Regions from separate parts of the Mus musculus genome. Here regions 1, 2 and 4 are each linked to region 3. Evidence: chromatin contacts called from public Hi-C, HiChIP or PLAC-seq and Micro-C data. All regions are on one chromosome and are shown on one strand. Each heading gives the region's core, a stretch centred on a gene start, on an enhancer-like site or on the middle of the called end of the contact. The rest is flanking DNA. Distances are from core to core; before and after follow the strand shown.

What was found. Hi-C and Micro-C count contacts between places; a contact is called where the count stands out from the background. HiChIP or PLAC-seq counts read pairs in DNA pulled down with a chosen protein or histone mark.
Region 1: a contact with region 3 is called in a Micro-C map of muscle stem cells, with 2.8 times the contacts expected there. The contact joins two enhancer-like sites. A contact is called at or near these places in 8 of 484 Hi-C or Micro-C datasets (Sertoli cells, Th1 cells, cerebral cortex and 5 more), 1 of 115 datasets of contacts at active chromatin or transcription factors (embryonic stem cells) and 1 of 9 other capture datasets (embryonic stem cells).
Region 2: an H3K27ac HiChIP or PLAC-seq map of T-cell acute lymphoblastic leukemia shows a contact between it and region 3, with 2.7 times the contacts expected there. The contact joins two enhancer-like sites. A contact is called at or near these places in 2 of 15 datasets of contacts at CTCF or cohesin (large pre-B cells and pro-B cells), 1 of 484 Hi-C or Micro-C datasets (embryonic retina), 5 of 115 datasets of contacts at active chromatin or transcription factors (T-cell acute lymphoblastic leukemia, embryonic basal ganglia, embryonic stem cells and 2 more) and 3 of 9 other capture datasets (embryonic stem cells, embryonic tail and embryonic trunk).
Region 4: a contact with region 3 is called in a Hi-C map of the N1E-115 cell line, with 6 times the contacts expected there. The contact joins two enhancer-like sites. A contact is called at or near these places in 1 of 15 datasets of contacts at CTCF or cohesin (large pre-B cells), 2 of 484 Hi-C or Micro-C datasets (the N1E-115 cell line and peritoneal macrophages), 3 of 115 datasets of contacts at active chromatin or transcription factors (CD4 single positive thymocytes, embryonic basal ganglia and embryonic stem cells) and 1 of 9 other capture datasets (embryonic stem cells).

What each region holds. Positions count from the first base shown.
Region 1 is chr19:57,736,110-57,739,112 of GRCm38.p6, reverse strand. The region is part of intron 20 of Atrnl1 (attractin like 1); the gene reads right to left. Among named protein-coding and RNA genes, the nearest start is that of Atrnl1, 130 kb to the right of the region's middle. Within about 2 kb of position 1,437, at least 10 of the 459 cell types and tissues checked have an H3K27ac peak or open chromatin away from gene starts, as enhancers often do. A contact at or near this core is called in muscle stem cells, where this site is marked.
Region 2 is chr19:58,375,309-58,378,390 of GRCm38.p6, reverse strand. All of the region lies in intron 5 of Gfra1 (glial cell line derived neurotrophic factor family receptor alpha 1), which reads left to right. Among named protein-coding and RNA genes, the nearest start is that of Gfra1, 79 kb to the left of the region's middle. Within about 2 kb of position 1,705, at least 23 of the 459 cell types and tissues checked have an H3K27ac peak or open chromatin away from gene starts, as enhancers often do. A contact at or near this core is called in T-cell acute lymphoblastic leukemia, where this site is marked.
Region 3 is chr19:58,059,649-58,062,434 of GRCm38.p6, reverse strand. The region is part of intron 28 of Atrnl1 (attractin like 1); the gene reads right to left. Among named protein-coding and RNA genes, the nearest start is that of Mir5623, 9.9 kb to the right of the region's middle. Within about 2 kb of position 1,499, at least 63 of the 459 cell types and tissues checked have an H3K27ac peak or open chromatin away from gene starts, as enhancers often do. A contact at or near this core is called in the N1E-115 cell line, T-cell acute lymphoblastic leukemia and muscle stem cells, where this site is marked.
Region 4 is chr19:58,343,866-58,346,581 of GRCm38.p6, reverse strand. The region is part of intron 5 of Gfra1 (glial cell line derived neurotrophic factor family receptor alpha 1); the gene reads left to right. Among named protein-coding and RNA genes, the nearest start is that of Gm10007, 49 kb to the right of the region's middle. Within about 2 kb of position 1,306, at least 5 of the 459 cell types and tissues checked have an H3K27ac peak or open chromatin away from gene starts, as enhancers often do. A contact at or near this core is called in the N1E-115 cell line, where this site is marked.

The DNA.
Region 1 (3,003 bases), core at 188-2,687, 320 kb after region 3:
GCACGACAACTTGTTATCCAACACCAAATGGCCAGCTCTGAAAACATGCATACTAGTAACATTACACAGACTGAGCAGGTCATATTTAAGTGTGTGTGGTGTGTGTGTGTGTGTGTGTGTGTGTGTGTGTGTGTGTGTGTGTGTGATGTGTGTGTGTGTGTGTGTGGTATGTGTGTGTGTGTGTGTGTGTGTGTGTGTGTGTGTGTGTGGTGTGTGTGTGTGTGGTGTGTGTGGTGTGTATGTGTGTGTGTGTTTGTGTGTGTGTGTGTGTGTGTAAACAGAACTGGCCCAGAAGGAGAAAAGGGAAAGAGGAGCTGTTATAAATATAATGACAAAATAATTTAAAGTTAAAATAAAATATATGTACCAAAGTAACTAAATATAATAGCTTCATATTTCAATTAAATTTAGCCTTTAAAAGGTTAGAGAAACCTTTGAAATGTCTCTTTTAACAGTACAGTTCATTAAAACAAGGATATTACAACCCAAATATATTTTAGTAGTGAAAAAAAATCAAATAGTGGAAAATAAGCTAAATAATATTACATTTTAGTTTCATTTTAGCCATGTGCTTGCTAGTTTTATATTGGAGGCAAACCTTAAAGACATTAAAATAAACTGCAAATCTCTCTAAAGCAATGTTATCTTAGTAGAAAATCAAGAAAGACCAGAGATGCAATAGAGAGTTCACCAACAGGCTGACTGAGCAACAGTAGGAGAGTAATCTTACAGACGGGACTGCTCAGGGCACTCTGACTGAGGCCTCTGGTATCTCATTCACTCCCATTAAAAACCTCAACCCCTTCCTTCTCTTGACCAGGCGTGATTGTCAGGGAACAAATGTTATGGCTGAAGCTCCAGTTTAAGTTGCCATCAGCCACCCTTATGACTGAATTCTAGAATGGTTTTCAACACACTCTATCCTCTGGCTGTGGAAGGTGATTCCTTTAAATGCTATCACTGAAGGCTCGCTCATGTTCACAGCCTTGATTCCACAAAAGGCACTTTCTTCTAAGCTATGGCATTTAACAAAAACAGGAAGATTTACAAGCCTTACAATTTAGGCTTCATAATCAAGTGTTAATATTACTTTGTAATCCCTACTGTTTCTCCAACTGGTCCCAACTAACCAGCTATGAATCTCGGTGGTTACTCTAGCACACCGGATAATGCTGCTCCACTAACCATCGCATTTAGTGCTGTCTGGCAGGCATCCATCATATCTCACCATGAAGCTCTGTTAACATCATGAAGTTCAAGTAACTCAGATGGTATCACCTCCATGGAAGACTGAGGGGGACCTGGTTTTGATTACTGACATAGGGAGTGATGACAATGCAGAAAATGAAGGACAAATCCCCTCCCTTGTGCCTGCAGCATGGCATTGTGGTTAAAAACACGTCCTTGGCAAGCCTGCCAATCTCAATTCAATGGCTGGAGTCCATGGCGGACAGAGAGCACTGACTCCCAGAGGTGTCCTCTTTCCTTCTGGTTGAGTGCCAGTCACACACTGTGGCATTAGCTATCTTACATCGCCTGGTTGCAAGTGGGAAGAAATGACTAGCTTTGCAATCATCAAGAAAACAACACACACACATTAAAATTCAGGTACCACACATCAAATAGTCCAAGGAAATTTTGACTTTTTGAGTCTGGCTTATTTTTCTGAGCATAATGATTTCTAGTTGTATCTACTTTCCTTAAAATGCCATGATTTCATTTTTCTTTATGGCTGCGTAAATTCCCATTGAGTGTATGTATCTATCACATTTTATTTAGCCATTCATCTGGGCTGGTTCCATTTCCTAGATACTGTGATTTGTGAACAGACAAACAAGGATGTTTCTGTTGTACATCCATGTGGCAGGTTGAGTAATTTAGTCCTTCGGGTACAAACCAAGAACAGAACGGCTAAGACATCTGCCCACTCTCAGGGGTTTCATGAGGCCCTTCCTTGTCCTTCACGACTCCACAAGTTTATGTTCCCGTTGGCCATAAGTAACGTTCCTTTTTGTTCACAGCCTTGCCAGCATTTTGGTCATGAGTACCTTCAATTACAGCAACCTTGACTGGAGTGAGCTGGGCTCTTACATGTCCCTGAAGGCTAAGGTGTTGGCCATTTTTATTTCTTCTATAGAGACCCATCTGTTGAGTTCAGTAGGTGCTTGTATTTTAAAATTACCATTTTCAGTACCAATTCTCTTGGAATGTTAGACTGAGAACTGTCATGATCATGACAGTATGACTACTGGGTTTTATGCTCTGTTTCTGGATACTTTGTTAGAGATAGGGCAGCCAAGACTGGTTTAAAATTCACGATGTAACTGAGGCTACCTAAATGGATATTTTGATCATAACTACTACTGCCTTGCTCACCATGGTGGCCATTCCGTTCCACAGCTTATACAACAGAAAACGTTGTCTTAAACTCTTCTCCACTTGCAAGCTGAGTATGGTGCCTCACACCTTTCTTCTCCACACTGGGAGGAAGAGGCAGTGAGAAATCAGGATCTTTGTGAGTTCTAGACTAGCCTGGTCTACATAGTGAGTTCCAGGCCAGCCAGTACTACACACCAAGAGCCTATCAGAAGAAGAAGAAGAAGAAGAAGAAGAAGAAGAAGAAGAAGAAGAAGAAGAAGAAGAAGAAGAAGAAGAGGAGGAGGAGGAGGAGGAGGAGGAGGAGGAGGAGGAGGAGGAGGAGGAGGAGGAGGAGGAGGGGGAGGAGGGGGTGGGGGGAAGGAGGAGGAAGAGGAGGAGGGAGTGGGGGAGGAGGAAGAAGAAGAAAAAAATAATTAAATCATCTCTATTTTTTTTCTGTTTGAAACCAGTAGTGTCCATATAGGAGTTTGAGAGTACCTCTGAGAAGAGGGGATATAAAATGCTATCCGTTTCTACTGTCTCGATGCTCTACACTAGTAAGAAAGGACCTCTATGAGCTAATTCATTCCATGAAAGCCAAAGGTGTTGCATGTATGCAGGCTCTTGCCCTTTTCTGTCCTTTAG
Region 2 (3,082 bases), core at 456-2,955, 320 kb before region 3:
GGTTGGGGTTATACAGTTGTATACGTCTGTCCAAACTCAGAAGAGGAGCACTTAAGACTTGTGTATTTTACCTTTTGTAAATTTCACCTTAAAAGGGGAAAAAGAAAGATCAGATGTGAGCCGTGGTGACTGATGCGTCCACCGACACAGGAAAGGCAAGGGCACTGATGTGTACAAATCGTTTTGGAACACATCCAAGAAATACATGGGCAGCATTTACTGCAGGGTGGAGGGGAAGTGCACAGATGGAGAAATGCATGATAAAGCACATATATAATACTCTGTTAATTGCAGTGGGACAGAGGCGGTAGGTATATAAGCACACGTGAGATTCGTCAACTTGGCTCCATATTTGAAAACTTCATAGTAAAATATTGAGGTGGGGGGTGGGAGACAGGTCCTATTTTGGTTCTCTGTATAAACAGAGAGCATTCAGCCTCACCTCTGGGGAACAGGCATTGCCTGAGACCCAGTTACAAAGCCTCAGATGAGGAAGAGGCACAGAGTCCAAAAGTGTGTATGAGAGAGATGGTTGCTGAGCAGGCTCTAGACATGCACGCAACAGCCTTGGCCATGGAGGGCATTGCGTTAAAGGGTTGCAAATTAAGCAGCTTAAGACAACACTAGATAATCATTTTCCAGCTCTGGAGATGAGGAGTCTGGAGTCACACTGGTGGCACCGGGTATATGATGTCATTAGTGGTCCTGAAGGAGGGACATCTTTGCTTCTGCCCAGCTCCTGGTGTTCTGCATCATACCATTCTCCTGCGACTGCATCACCCCCATGGTTTGATCATGTCCATGTGTGTCTTTATTCCAAGGACAACCAGTCGTTTGGAATATCGAGCCCACTGCACCCTGCTGCAGCATCTCAACTTCATCTGTAGAGATTGATTCTCAGTATGGTTGTATTCTAGGGTCGAGAGTGGGGACTTCGGTGGATGCTATTCATCCACTGGAGGACAGGGTCGAAAAGTAAGAAGGAAGACAGAAGCTGTACTTTAAGGACGTGGAGGGGAAGTGTGGATTTTTAAAAATGGCAAAGGGGGAGAAGGGAGGGCCAGGGTCAGAGCAGAAGGCAAATCCGTTCGCATGCAAGGACAGTTCTCTAGACCATGGGGCCTCCCTTCCAACTAACGTCCCGAATATCTTAAAGAATTAAAATGTAAATCTCAGAAATTAAATCCGTGGGTGCCGTGTACACACGAGGAGGCCTTTCCAGAACAGAGAGAGCTCTTCTTCTTTCTTGTTAAACAGCCACACACGGGTGGGCAGTCACGTCTGTACGCCCGGGTTTTATTTGAGATGGATTAAGGTTCGTGATGAACGAATCTCAGAAGGATTGCAGGTGCAGCTCTTGTCAGCTTGCGAAAGTTCAGCTTATCTGAGGCTTATCTAAACCCGAGGAAACCTTTCAGGCCGGTGTGAGGTTAGGGACCTCCTGGAGCTGAGAGTTAATATCCTGTATCAGGAAACACCTGTGTGTGTGTGTGTGTGTGTGTGTGTGTGTGTGTGTGTGTGTGTGTGTGTTGTGTGTAGGGGGGAGTTCTATAAATTAATGGGCCTAGAGGCATGTTGTGGTTTTCAGTTTCCTGGGCTTGGACCACCTGCTCTGGTTGGTGGATGGATTTCAAGTGCAGGCTCCTGGCCCTTGGTTGGGGTGGGGGCGGTTATTTCACTAGTCCCTGGGGATCCTCATCTGTATCCGGTTCTCAAAGGAGCTCAGAGCATCTGTCCCCCATCCACCTGCTCATCTCACACCAGACCCTTCCCTGTAGAATCCCCCCACCTCTTTACCTTGCTCAGTAACTTTTCTTGGGCTGCTTGGATGTGTTAGAATGTTTATTTACGGCTTTGGAAGCCTCCCCTTGTAGCTTATTTAAACAGAGTTCTTGAGAGGTCTCTTCCCTGGACATTCTAGTTTAAAAACTATCTTCATTTCCTCATTTTAAACTTTTTGTTATCAGCTGAACAGTAGCCCCACCCACCCCCAAACATTCCAATATTTATTCACATCGGAGCTCAGAATGTTTGGAAATAGGGTTGACTTGGTATAATTGGGCTACTATCGGAAAATACTGTAAATCGAGTGGCTTATAAAAAGTAATTTCTGACAACTCTGGAGGCTGTAAAGCTCATGATTAAAGCAATGTGCTGGCTGAGTTGGTGTCTGGTGAGGCTCAGTCTATGGCTGATAGATGCTGTAGTGCAGCTAAGTTTGCATGCTATGGAAGGGTCTTGCTGGAACTTCCAGTGGGGCTAATCCTATCTATGAGAGTTCTGCTCCTACAACTTAGTCACCTCCCAAACACTCCTAATAATATCAAGTAGGGATTTGGGTTTTGCTTGCAGATGTTGGAGGAACATGACTTTCCAAACCAGGGCAGCTAGACTTGAGAGGAAAACTTAGATTTAAGATGGGTCTAAGTAGGGCTGGTGGTACTCTTAAGACATAGAGAGGTCACGGGGAGAAGGCTGAAGACAAAGGCAGGAATGAGACTTACGTTTCCAATGGATGCTGGGTGAGACATATGTTCCTCTCTAGAACTTGAAGAGGAGCTACAGTAATGTAGCAAGCACAGCAAATGCTGTCTGGTAGCTCTTTCCTGCTTCTAGCCTGTCTCTCCAGCTAGAATAGTCACTACATGGATACAAGGGCCAGTCATGTTATCAGTGCTCATAATCCATCACCCAGAAGGCCAAGCACACAGTAGGTGTCCATCGAGAACCTGTCAACCGATGAACCCTGGGGTTGGGACAGACACCATGGAGGTTATTAATGTGGTCAATGTTCCCCACCCAGCAGCTACCACTGAAGCCCAGATGTTCTTCATACCAGGTTCAGGTTCTTTTACCACTCTGTGGCAGTAGGTGTGTTTAGCACAAGTGGTCTAATGCCGTGGTTTGATGAGACTTTTGAAAAGAACCCGAAGGTCATTCACAAACAGTACGAGCAAATCACAAGGCAGGAGACCTCCAGTCCGAATCAGAAGATAGATTCAGTTTAGGGCGAGCAGACTGTGGCCTCTGTTTGCCCTCACACTGGAAGCAGCTTTGAGACAGGACTTGTCTTTTTCACGGC
Region 3 (2,786 bases), core at 250-2,749:
GACTCATGTATAAAGATATCCACGATAGGATCAGTAATCAAATCAGATGGGCTGGCCGGGTCACAGTGAACACAAGGGTGATGGTCTGTGCCCTGGAGTACAGTTACTCAAGTGATCCGGGGTGGGGGGACATAAGGAAGCAATGCACCAAGAAGGTGGGTGTCCGGTAGCCAGTGGTCTCTCTCAGAATGCTTGGGTACCACCTGATAGGTAAACTGCACATTTCAAAGGCACTTGATACGTGTTGGAAGATGTTGCTACCAGGTCCCCTGTGTGCTGAAGTGTGGCCTGGTCTTTCTGTCAGGTGACTGCTGTTCTGCCCTCTTATCTAAGCCTCTGCCAGGCGGCTGGCCTGCGGAGTTCACCGGCCTGCAGTTAGGCCCTTGTGATCTGCTCCTGGATTGCAGAAGGACCATACCCTTCTGTCCCACAGTTTCAGTTTCACGGAAAGGGGCTGTGGCTACACCTTATGTCTGTCTTCCATGACATTCACAACGCCTTAGCTAGCAAATAAATTGTGAAAAAATATTTCCTGAAATGTAGCTTAGCAATATGTATTGAAAACCTAGCAATGTACCGTGTGTACATATGAGCTAACTTCAGAGCTAGAGATGTGGCCTAAGTAAATAGTCTGAGAGGAAGAGAAAGTTTTATTCGGGGACTCATCACAGCATTATTTATAACAAAAGGCCTGGAAAGAGCATAAATATCTAAGAAGAAGAAATAATTAAGACATTTATGATACATCCATAAAATGCAATATTATACAGTCATTAAAATTATGTTTTTGAATTTTTTTCTGAAGAAATTTTAATGAGTCGTTATGTAACATTTGTTGAAAATGAAGAATATAGGACTTCATTAAAAATGATGCCACTTACATAAAAGAAACCTAAATATATCTGAAATCCTGGAAAGAAATAGGACTTTTTTGGTGGATATTTCCAGGCTGTAAGACGTTTGTTTCATTTATTTTTTCCAAAAAATGTTAGAGAAATTATACATTAAGTTTTCATCATAAATTCAACCAATAACGTATAAATATCCATGAGCTTCCAGGAAAGCGGGCAGGTTCCTACGGTGATAGCCTGAGGTATGTGGCAGTGTGCAGAAGAGAAACGTAGCCTTCCTTCGCAGCCTCCCCACTACATGCATGTGCACACATGTGCTCATGGCCACACACACAAGGACACATTTCTCACTGACAGTAGCTCCTAGCTCTTTTCCTTAGACGTCTGGAATCCCAGCCAACTACAGACGGGCAGAGAATCAGATCGTCTCCGTGACTGCTTTTATGTAAATTACCCCGGCTGACAGTCACGCCATTGTGTGACCTAAAGTCCTCTAGGCTAGAGCTAGGCAGGATGTTTGTCTCATAAGTGCTTGTGCAAATCACTGCAGCCTTTCCCCGGCCTCCAGGCTTCTTCTTCTGCACGTGTAAAGTTAGACACAGTCATTCATTCCCTTCTCAAAGCCCCGAGGGTCTGATTGACAGGCACTGCTGTGGTAACGCGAGACGGCTCCTGCTTCTTCTGTGCTGCCCACAGCTTAGTCAGAGAGACAGAGTGTAGCAGACTGACTTCTAATGAAGTAAGGGCTCATCAAGTGTCACATTAACAGATGTGGTCATCACTGGTTATCAGTGGTCACCTCAGCAGGCGAACTTTAATAGGGAAACAGGGAAAGGCTACCGAAGTCAGATGAGAGCTGGCTGTAAGGTAGAGTGCTGAGTACCAGGTATTTGGCTGAGAAAAACTCAATGGGTCTAGAGTCATCCTCGGTCTCCAAATACTAATGACTCAAGTGTATATAACCTCCCAAGGCAGCAGCCTTGAGGGACAGCTACCAATCCAGTGCAAACATTCTAGCACCGAAAATCCTATAGCATAGTGGCGACTCCAAATACTGAAAGGAAATTAAGACCTGGGACTTATTACTGTGAGAACAGGGGTATTCTCAAGCCTGTGGAGAAGGAAGCTGCACAAGCTAGGGGTATGAACAAGACGAACTCTCCTTTGTCTGATGCTGTTGTGCTAATGTTGCTGTCCTTGCAAGAGAAGAAAGAGCGCCCCCCCCCCCCCCACGGGGAACACATCCGGGGTTCTGGGCTTCCTCCCGCAAGGAGGCTTTGATGCTGTCTCCCACCGCTCTCTCCCGTTAAAGATGGTATAGATAGATGTGAACCATGATTTTAAGGATCTGCAGCAACTGAATACATTTTAATAAACTGGCTGATGTTTTCAATGAAAAGTCTTGGTAATTCTCACATTTAACACTCATAGTTTCTAGAGGAAAGAAATTTTTTTTTAACCTTGTGAATACATAGGGATTTAAGAAAGAGGGACACCAATCAAAGTTACAAAAATAAAGGTTTAGATTTATTTTCTAATTAACATTTTATCGTTTGGACCAATTAGTCTCAACAAGGCTGAGATTCTGCGGATTTCCTAGATCTGACACCTGTGCCTTCCTAATCTGCTGGCGACAAACACGATGTAAATTGACCAATTACAGGACTGAGTCTGGACGCGCACCAGCAGCAGTGAAGCCTGGGGTTCGAGTGTGAAGTGTTCTGGGACAAAAAGGAGTCATGTTTGATCTCTGAGTCATGTTTAAAAATCCCTGCTGGCTTTCCATTTTGCTCTGTCATTTTAAATCCTGAAACAGAGCAGATTAGACGCAAGCCTTGTGTATTTCCTGTAAGCGCCTTTTTCTCCCTCAGTTCTCTGGTCTATTTACTACTTCCTGGTCAGGAACGCATTAGAGGACAGTGACTGCAGCCATAA
Region 4 (2,716 bases), core at 57-2,556, 280 kb before region 3:
TCATCTATCATCTATCTATCTGTCTATCACCTATCATATATCAGGTATCTATCATCTATCTATCTATCTATCTATCTATCTATCTATTATCTCTCTGTCTATTCATCTATCTATCGTCTATCAGGTATCTATTGCCTATCAATCAATCAATTTATATCATCTATCTATTATCTAGCTAGCTAGCTATCAGGTGTCGTCTATTGTCTATCTATCATATATCAGGTACCTATCATCTATCTATCTATCTATCTATCTATCTATCTATCTATCTATCATCTATCAGGTATCTATTGATTATCAATCAATTTATATCATCTATCTATCTGTCTATCACCTATCATATATCAGGCATCTATCATCCATCTATCTATCTATCTATCTATCTATCTATCTATCTATCATTTATCTATGCTTGTCTTTGGAGACATCCTCACTGTTATTAGAGAAGAGACAGACCAGACATCTTACCCATGTCAGAGTGACTTCTCATTGTCCACAGTGAGGGGATAGTTGAGGGTGAAATATGAAGCATAGAGGCTCCATGTGTCTGTTACATTTAGAATTCTGCCATGCTTGGGCTTAAGATGTGTTGGGGGCAGAGTGATTGACATTACATAGAGTCACTCTGAAGAAATCAAGGCTCTGCTTTGATCAAAACTCACCTCAGACTCAGAGATTGCCTCTTAGTTGCTTTGGGCTTTTAGAAAATGCAGTCTGAAAGATGTGTCTAAAGCTCAATAACATGTTATTAAGAGCTGTCTGTCCCTCCTCAGGTGGGATGAAAAAGCAAATATTGGAAAGGCATGTTACATACTTAAAAACAGCAATGGTTTTATGAGAAATGTATAAAAGAATTCGCATAAATGGTTTCATGGCTGGGGGACAAAATGCCTGCTGTGCTCTTAAATGGCCCTCCTCACAGCGGCCATGGAAAGCAGAGTAAAGGCTGTTCTAAGGGTTGATGGGTCCAGTTGGGGGCTGGGTTCCGAGGGGTGACAGTTCTTGTTGGGTCACACTGTTGTAGTGTTGGGTTTGCTACCACTTGTGAGTGGAGAAAAGACTTATTTTCCTACTGTAAATCCTCTGTGACTTTAACGGTATGAATTCTGTCAAGTTGCGGTTGAATAAATTTGCACACAGTTTAACATAACATGGGCACATTAAGCAGGATCTCCAATTCAGAGACCCAACACCAAACGGGGATCTGAAAATAATGCCCACATTTTCCCCAGAAGCCTGTTCACCCTGAGGCCGTGGGCATTAATTAACTGAATGAGGAAGCCACTGGGGCAGCTGTAGGGAGCTTATTTGATTTGTGAGTTAACACTGCCTTCATTTTAAATGCTGTTCCCTTTTACCCGAAGCAAAGCAACTGAGAGGACAAAGGAGACGTGTTGGTTACACAAAACCCACCGAGAACAAAATGGTCTGTGGTCTTTAGGGTCACCACTGGATTCTAGTTTTTTAAGGAAAGTGCATAGTTTGAGAGGTATGGTGTTCTCTCATTCTCTCTCTCTCTGTATGTGTGTGTGTGTGTGCATGCACACATGCACACCTCTGTGTGCCTCTGTGTTTATTCTTGTATGTGCATAGGTACACATGCATGCCTGCAGAGCTCAGAGGCCAACCTTAGCTGTCATTCCTCAGGTACTGCCTTGGTTTTTTTGAAGCAGGGTCTCACACAAACATGGAACTTGCCAACTAGGCTAGCAGCAGGGATCTGCCTGTCTCTGCCTCTCCAGTGCAGGGATTTCCAGTGCCTGTTACTGTACCTTGAGTTCTTCTTATTTGGGTTCTGCAGCTAGAACTCAGGTCCTTGTACATACATGGCAAAGCTTGGCCAGTTGAGTTCTCTCCTGGGCTTCTGCTCACTAGTTTTGAGCTCAGTGAATAGACTGAAGCCCCGAGTTCTGCTTTGAGTTGATGCAGTGGGTTCAGGCTTTCGGCCAAGGAAGAGTGAGGCATGAAGGTCATAGGTCATTCACAGATGTTGAACAGTTGGGATGGTCAGCCGGTAGTCAGCACTGTGTCAGTGATCCACAAGGCTATGTGATGTGGAGAAGAAATAAGAAGAGCTGTCCCCTCTCTTAACCTAGTGCTGTCTTGCTGCCTTAGATCCCTTCAGGAGAAGGAATGATGTCATCTTAGAGGAAGCAGGAATCTCCCAGTGGCAGAGTCAGTGGAGTATCTATAGGGAGGACTTGGAGACATTGTGTAAGACCTGGAAGCATTCCTCTTCTGTCATACAGACCACACTTGAGGATTCATCCAGTTGCCTATCAGTTACTAAGCCAGGGCACTGTGGAGGAGAACTTAGCCAGGGGCCATGAAGACTCTGGTCTAGTGGGCCAGCCTAGCTCTCTTTGGCTCAAAAAGTCTGCCACATCTATTCCACTCCAAAGAGGGAGCTGACAATAAAGCAAGTGACCCGCCCCCCAAGACCCTACACTCACAATGGGACAAGTCCTATGGGTTCTGTGTGTCCCCATCAGCCCATCTGTACTGGATGTTTTTGTGTGTCAACTTGACACAAACTGGAGTTATCACAGAGAAAGGAGCCTCCCTTGAGAAAATGCCTCCATGAGATCCAGCTGTAAGGCATTTTCTCAATTAGTGATCAAGGAGGAAGGGCCCAGCCCATTGTAGGTGGTACCATCCCGGGGTTGGTGGTCCTGGGTTCTATAAGAAAGCAAGCTGAGCAAGCCAGGGGAAGCAA